Linked DNA regions of Gossypium hirsutum: region 1 is linked to region 2. The links are chromatin contacts, called in public Hi-C maps. All regions are on one chromosome and are shown on one strand. Each heading gives the region's core, a stretch centred on a gene start, on an enhancer-like site or on the middle of the called end of the contact. The rest is flanking DNA. Distances are from core to core; before and after follow the strand shown. Region 1 holds the start of LOC107961940 (mavicyanin). Region 2 holds the start of LOC107961947.

Region 1 (3,794 bases), core at 482-2,981, 160 kb after region 2:
CTTAAGAATTGGCAGAGCCTGACTCTAGCGAATAATCGCTTTTGTGGGACTATCTTCTACTAGATCACCTTTTCCCAACGGCGAATACCATGCCGTTTGTCTCTTGGATTTGCCAACCTCTGATGCAGAAAGCCAACGAACCGACTGTGCAACCTTCCCAAAACATACAAAGCAGCCGTTCCTTACACAAGTTGAAAAGATCACCTATTAAGGGACATGGAAGGAAGCGTCAGTCCCGTAATGCGGAAAAGCGGTGAATACCCTGTTGAGAAAGCTAAGCGCGGATTCTAAGCCTCATGAACCTTTTTGGGGAATTTTGACAACCTTCGGCTAGATTGGTTTAGTGGCTCATGATTTTTAGGAAAGAAATAAATAAAATATAAATGAGATTTTTATTGAAGAAAATATGGAGAAAACCAAAAGATAGAGTTTTTGGGAAAGGGAGTGTTTACAGGAAAAAGAGATGTCAAATATGTGCCACTCTATCCCCTATTTATAGTACTAGAAAACCTAGTCTATTCCTAATGAAATTCTAAAAGATAAATGCAAATAAATAAAGATAATTAAAGATAAATGAAAATAAATCCTAAAATTAAATCTAAATAAAAATCTTTAATAATTATCCTAATATAATTGAAATTAAAATAGAGTCTTGTGCTATAAAATCTCTTCTTTTGCATTTTAGTCCTTGGGTCTTCCATGTTTGCATTTTTGGCACTTCTCTTTTTTTTTGCATGTTGGCCTATTATATCTTCAAATTTGCACTTTTTACCCTTAAATTTCCTCTTGCCTCCAATTTAGTCCCTAAAAGATAAAAGACCACAAAATAATCCAAATTAGTAGGATCATACTCAAAATAATCATGCAATTAGCACATAAAATATGTCGTTCTAGAGTATTATCATTGCTTCCCCCACATAATGCCTCTTAACCTTTTTGCTCATCATATCCTTTTGATTTATAATCATAGTTGATACTTACTTGTAATTTAAATGTATATGTTATTTAAGCATTCGTCAAAAAAAATATTTTTGAATGTATTAATTATTATATTTTGTTAATATCTTATAATAAGTATGATAGATCATTCATTAATTACATAATCAAATCAAATATGATTATATATGCAATCAAATAGAAATATATATTTGAAAGAGCAAATGGTTACTAAACTAGAACTGAAAAGTCTATTTTCGTTATATCCCGAGATCTCAAAACGAAGTCACAAATCAAATGGCAAAAACTGCGTTTAATGGTGGCATGGGATTGATCTCCTTTTAAGAACCACTAATTTCAATGCACGATTTGTTATTGATGTATAGAATTAATCTTAGATGAGTTAATTAAGTGTTTTTAATGTAATCGCTCGAGACTTTTTTTTTACCGAATTCTTTTTGTTTATATTAAAGAAAAAAGAAAAAAAAAGAGGCAAACAGATTGGAGAAGAATGGTGGTTAATGGTAGTTATCCCATGACTTGTCTTTTCCAATTTTTCAACCAATCAAAGGGTATTTTAATGAAGTCAGTAAGAGTGTTCCTCATGCGATTTGTTCTATAGTTATTCTAATTTAAATTTAGACATCTTATGATTATTTAATCGAAAGAATATTATTATAATTGTAGTTATGTACGTAAATATACTGTTTAAATTAACTAATTGGTCTGGTTAAATTGAAATTTTGGAATAAAAATTAGTTAAAAATCAGAATTAAGAAAAAAATTGTTTCTGGAAGTGTTAACAAAATTGGTGGGTACACAGCAACCATTCCACCATTGTTTCTAGGAAGCTGCCTGGAGGATGTAAGCCACCCTTTTTGTCTCTGTTGTGATAACTTTCTTGCTTAACACACACACTTCACCCCATCTTTCTCTTTCAAAAGAATCCCTTCTTGTTTGTTAAGCAACACTAGAGCAACATATACTTTCCTGTTGTGTGACAATAACTATGACAATGGTGACGAAGATGGTGATGGTTCTTGTTTTTATGGCAGCCAATACTGGTGTGAAATGGGTCGGAGCACAAGTGCATCACGTGGTCGGAGGTGACCGTGGCTGGGACCCTTCATTTGACGTTGCATCTTGGTCTTCCGGCAGGATCTTCAGGGTCGGAGACAAAATCTGTAAGTCGGCTCTTAATTACAAAACGTTTCCAGCTTCATTTAACTAATGGTTTTGGTAAAAGAAAAAGAGTGCAATGCCTATGTTACATCAACTTACAGAAGACAATTCCCCCTGCAAGTAATTCCCAAAGCATTAATGAATCGTGTCAAATATAATTTATTGTCTTTCCTCACCATGTTTCATCCATCATTTTTGTTTCTTACTTTCCATACATGCTTTAGTGAATAATGTTATTACTAAATGTTGTGCAGGTTTCCCCTCCTCTGCAGCACAGGAGAGCATCGTAGAGGTAAAGAGCAAGGATGAATATGAGTCGTGTGATGTAGGAAACCCCATAAGGATATATACAGTGGGCTTAGATGGCATCGAATTGGATGGGGAAGGGATTCGATACTTCATGAGCAGCAAGCCTGAGAGCTGCAAAAAGGGTCTAAAGCTACACGTGGAGTTAATGCCTTTGCAGAGCCCAGAATTCCCACAGACATTGTCAGAGTCAGACAACTCTGATTGGAGCATAGCCGCCGCGCCCACAACCCCTTCCCCATCAGTCCAGCTTTATGGGAACTTCCCAATTTTATCACTTGGGCTCTTGCTTTGCACTTCTATGGCTATTTAGTTGGCTTATTACTCATCCTTTTTAGCTTATGTTTGCCCTATGCTCTATATCCTATAATAAATCTAATGTAGTTTTGCAAAACTGGACAAGGCAAGGTAAAATAATTTAATAATTCAACCATTTAATCAATTAATTGAATTTTTTTTAAAATACTATATTTTAACAAACGATAGTATAGATTATATAAAAATTTTAAAATAAGAATCACAATTTAGTACATATTAAATCAATCCGATATCAATCTAGAGAATACTACCTTTACAAATATTTTATATATATTTAAAGTGATTTTATTTTACTAAATTCAATGTGCATGAATCATAACCCTACAAAAAGTTAAAAAAAGTGCGCAATGTAAATGAATCCCTCCCAACACACACGCCCATACGCATATATATATATATTAGATGATGCAATGTGTTTTATAGTGCCAATGGCTCAAGTTTTCAGACGAAATGTTGAAATAACAGGATACTTTGTAGTTTCCAACAGAATGATAAGGCAACATGGGAATGCCAGCACCTAAACGGCTAAACCTGAAAATTATAACTGAGTGAGATTTTTTTAGCCATTCTGCTAATATAATAAGGAAACTCCCCATTCAGCATGACAAAATGTCAAACTCTAAATTCTAGAAAAATCCATGTAGGTATACAATGTCCAGGTACCTGTCTTAAAATTCACATAGAAAGATGCCTGCTTACAAGGATGATAGACCAGATTTCCTTATCACCTCTTGTTTCTAACTCGCCACTTGCAAAATCCATTTCTAGAAAATGCAAGTTACACTTTCCCCTCTCTGTTGACGACCAAAGCATAAGACTTTATTACGGCACACCTTGAAACACAGATAGAAATATCACTTTTCTCTCAACACGACGTAGTTATTAGGCCCGTTCGTTTTTTGTATCTTAGAAATTCGCCTAAGAATATCTGCAAAAGCCTTCTTGTCCTGTACCAAAGAGATTTATCCACTTAAGTAGTACATTGAAAAGTAAATAAAAGAGAGAATTAAATGCATAAACAAACTAAGTATATCTCGCGGTGTTTTTAGATT
Region 2 (3,792 bases), core at 561-3,060:
CTAGGGATTGTAATTATCAATCTATGTTGCTCAGACTCCTTGTTTATCTTGAAACACCCAAGTCCAACACAAGGATGTACCCGTGTCAGGTACATACACATATCCGATACTCACACCCAGGTCCAAGCAACATCATTACTAACGCTACATCAACGAGCTATACTAGGATCAACATTAACCCTATTAAAATGGAGTAATAGTCTTATGCATATTCATCCATACAAGATCTCCAAAATCAGGGAACTCCTAACAGGTTCGCTCATGATGCATTACCATGATATCCTACAATCACAGATATAATATAATAAAACAACAAACACAACAATCATTTATCCTACAAAAATTCAAATTGTTTCAAGCGAAGAACATGTATTCAGCACCTTCTAGAGATTCCTTCCCAGTTATAGGAACAAGAGCTTTCATTTGCAGAACAATGAGACAGTGTTAAACACCCACATTTAGTATTCTAACCTAAAATCCCACCCTCATAAAAGATCCCTCAAAAGCAATCTATAATCACCAATTGCAAGCAAAAATAACGCAAACAATAGCCAGCTAAATCCAGACATCAAACCGTTAACTCATCGGGGATAATAAGGACAAATAAGAGATACCATATTAGACATTTACAAAAATGGAAACTAATACAATAAAATCAACGCGCATCCATTAACGTGGAATATTTCTAGAGCAGTCTCCGGTTTCGACAAATAGACGTAGAAAAGTAAACTAAAATAAAATTGGAGGGAAAATTTTACCCCAGTAACTTTCACATATTGGCCATCAACAGCACCTCTAAGCTCAGCATCTGGGTACCTTCTCATGTGCCCCAACAAGCCTTTTCTTCGCCATATACAATTCCAGAGTAATACCAAACCCATGGGTACGACCACCGCACCCACCACCCCAAGAACCACCGCCTTTTTCACGGCTACCATCAGAAACGCCCCCACCAACAACCCCATCGCCACAACTATCATCACCACCCAAACCACAGCCTTGGACACCCTAAAACCAAACCTCACCCCTTCCCCGAGACTCGTCACCGCCGACCCGTACCCTGCTTTCCCCGAAACAGCACTCATTTTCTCGACCTGGCCGAGCTGCCCCGACCTCCTGAGACCGGAGCTGAGGGGACCCGAAGTGATGAGCCCAGTAGGCTGAAGCGGCATGGACCCGGAGGATTTCCTAATCGGGCCTGAGTTAGACCCAGATCGCACGGATCCACTGTTCGGCTGAGAAGAAGAAGAAGCACGTGAAGGTTGCAGAACTTGTGAATGCTGCTTGGAGTTGGGGTTTGAGTTGGGATGTGAAGGAGGACCGCTGGACGAGGAACGATCAAACACTGGGATATCAAACATTTTACCAAGCTCGCCGGATTTCTTAACGTCACCGCCTGTGTACGGAACCGCTCGAGACGGCATTGTCGGTTGCCTTTCTTTCAGCTGCTCCGGCCTTCCCGACACCAACAGCCCATTGCTTAGCTTGTGAGACTGAACCCGAGAACCCATTTCACCTTTCCTTTTATAAAATTCTTATTTTAGCTACGAAATTCATTTAAAAGGAAAAATATGGAGAGTTTGAAGTTTTTGGGTGAAAGTTGCAGAGACAGCGAGTGGAGAGTGTGGACCGTGGAGGGGAATGGTGGGAGTTAAGAGTATGGAGAGGAGTGGAGTGGAGTGGAGTTGAGTGGAATGACCGAAATGTGTTCGACAAAATGATTAATGACATCTGTATCCTCTGTTGCCTTTATGATGGCGGTGCGCTGTTGTTTGTTTGAGGTTTTGGGAATAGGAAGTGAGGATTGATGGGCCACGGCCCACAGGCCCCATGCCTTTTTCTTTTATTCCTCATTTTACTCTTCAATCCTTATCCCTTAACAAAAATAAGGTTCGATGGGTTACTGTCCTATCAGCTTCCGCCACGCTACCACCGTCCTGCTCGCACATCGTAATTCACTCCATTAACCTTTCAATATATTTATTTTACTTCTATTTTTTATATTTTCTATATTATTATTTAAGGTAATTTGTGGTTATTAAACTATTAAAAAATTTACATTTTGGTTATTTAATTTTAAAAAGTTATAATATTATTATTGAATTATTTAAAAAAAATTATTTAATTCATTCGACTATTAAGTTTTACTTTTTTTTTTAAAAACAGTTTGATTAGTAAGTTTCAAGCGAAAATTAAACAATCGATGTGATGGATCAGTTTTTATTGACAAGTAAAAGAACATATCTTAGATTCAAGTCAATCTGGCAGTCAATATCAAATATCATATAAGATTTTGGATTTTGGTTCGCAGATTTATGACATCGAATCTTTTTTATGAAAAAATCTAACTGTAAAAAATAAGGGGAATAAGATCTTTCAATCTGTGCAAGCGATGTGAATAAAAAAGGTCATACAACAACAATTTTAACAGTCTAATGACGGAATGAAAATCTTCGAAAATTTTGTAACTCGTTGAAGTTAAGTGACTAAAATGTAAAGTTACCAATTACTTAGTGACTTTGAGTGTAGTTTATCATGCTATTTAAATCCTTAGCTAAATTAGTGTCATTAGTCAACCAAAAACCAACTCATTAGAGAGGTTAATAAACTATTCATGTACATTTTATTTTTTACTTTATGAAATTTTCAAAAAATTTAACTAATTTTTTCTAAAATTTTAACTATTTTTTTTATATTTGTGATTTTCTATAGAATTTATATACTCATTCTTTTATAATTTTTAAAATATTTAATTATTTTTTATAGTTTTTGGATTTAATATTTTTCTAATATATATGTTTTATTAAATAAGATATTGGTTATTATAAAATATTTTTTTTATTGTAAAAGGTAAATGTTTCTATAATATAAGGTTATTAGACTATTAGTAAGTTTACGTTTTGGTCATTCAATTTAAAAAAGTTACAAAATGGTCATTAAACTATTTGAAAATTTTAATTTGAGTCATTGGACTGCCAAGTTTTTTTCTTTAAAGGTTGACTAGTGAGCTATAGGTAACAATTTGATGACCAATACAGTGGATCAATATCCATCAGCAAGTAGCAGAACACACCTTAGATCCAAGTCAATCTGGCGATCAATGTCAAAGATCAAAGAAGAAAACTATTTGAATTTTGGTTCGTAGATTTGTGACGTTTAAAGTTGTTTTATGATAATAAAAAATTGAACCATAGAAGAGAAGGGAAAGAAGAGCTTTTGATCGGTGTAGGCGATGCAAACAGAAAAGGCCATGCTACAGCAATTTTAATAATTCAATGATTTAAATGAAAACTTTCAAATAATTTAATGACCATTTTGTAACTTTTTAAAATTGAGTGACCAAAACATGAACTTAATAATAGTTTGGTGATCTTGGGTTCAATTTACCCAATATTTTATAACAAATTTAATTTATACTATATTTGTTTCACTGAAAACAACTTTCAAAAATGATTTAATACATATATGTTAAAATGGTTAGAAATAACATAAAAAATAATTAAACTTGAAATTAGAAACATGACTAAAATTATTGTAAAAAAAACCTCTTTAAAATAAAAATAATAATTCTTTTAACCACAAACAAGTCATATGAATGGCTATAAAAATTACTAATTAAAATTAATTTATTGCTAACTCATGTATTGAAACATGTAGAAACAATTAATACTCATACCAAATGTAACATTAAAGTCATAAGCTATTATAATTTTAAAATTACAACCATTAGTTCAACGATTTAGTTGATTTTGAATTGGATCCATTTTAATTGGATCAATATAAGTTCTAAAA

Evidence for each region. A called contact is a pair of places that touch in the nucleus more often than the background predicts.
Region 1: a contact with region 2 is called in a Hi-C map of leaf, with 2.2 times the contacts expected there. The contact joins the promoter of LOC107961940 here to the promoter of LOC107961947 in region 2. A contact is called at or near these places in 3 of 34 Hi-C or Micro-C datasets (all in leaf).

The regions. Positions count from the first base shown.
Region 1 is chrA06:118,278,409-118,282,202 of Gossypium_hirsutum_v2.1, forward strand. LOC107961940 (mavicyanin) reads left to right here and starts at 1,732. Exons shown (of 2, transcript XM_016898124.2): 1 at 1,732-2,120; 2 at 2,373-2,866. The coding sequence starts at 1,946. The coding sequence ends at 2,737. It overlaps LOC107963099 (transcription initiation factor IIF subunit alpha), which reads right to left. Exons shown (of 10, transcript XR_005928845.1): 9 at 3,406-3,689; 10 at 3,135-3,273.
Region 2 is chrA06:118,122,210-118,126,001 of Gossypium_hirsutum_v2.1, forward strand. LOC107961947 reads right to left here and starts at 1,811. Exons shown (of 4, transcript XM_016898133.2): 1 at 759-1,811. The coding sequence starts at 1,511.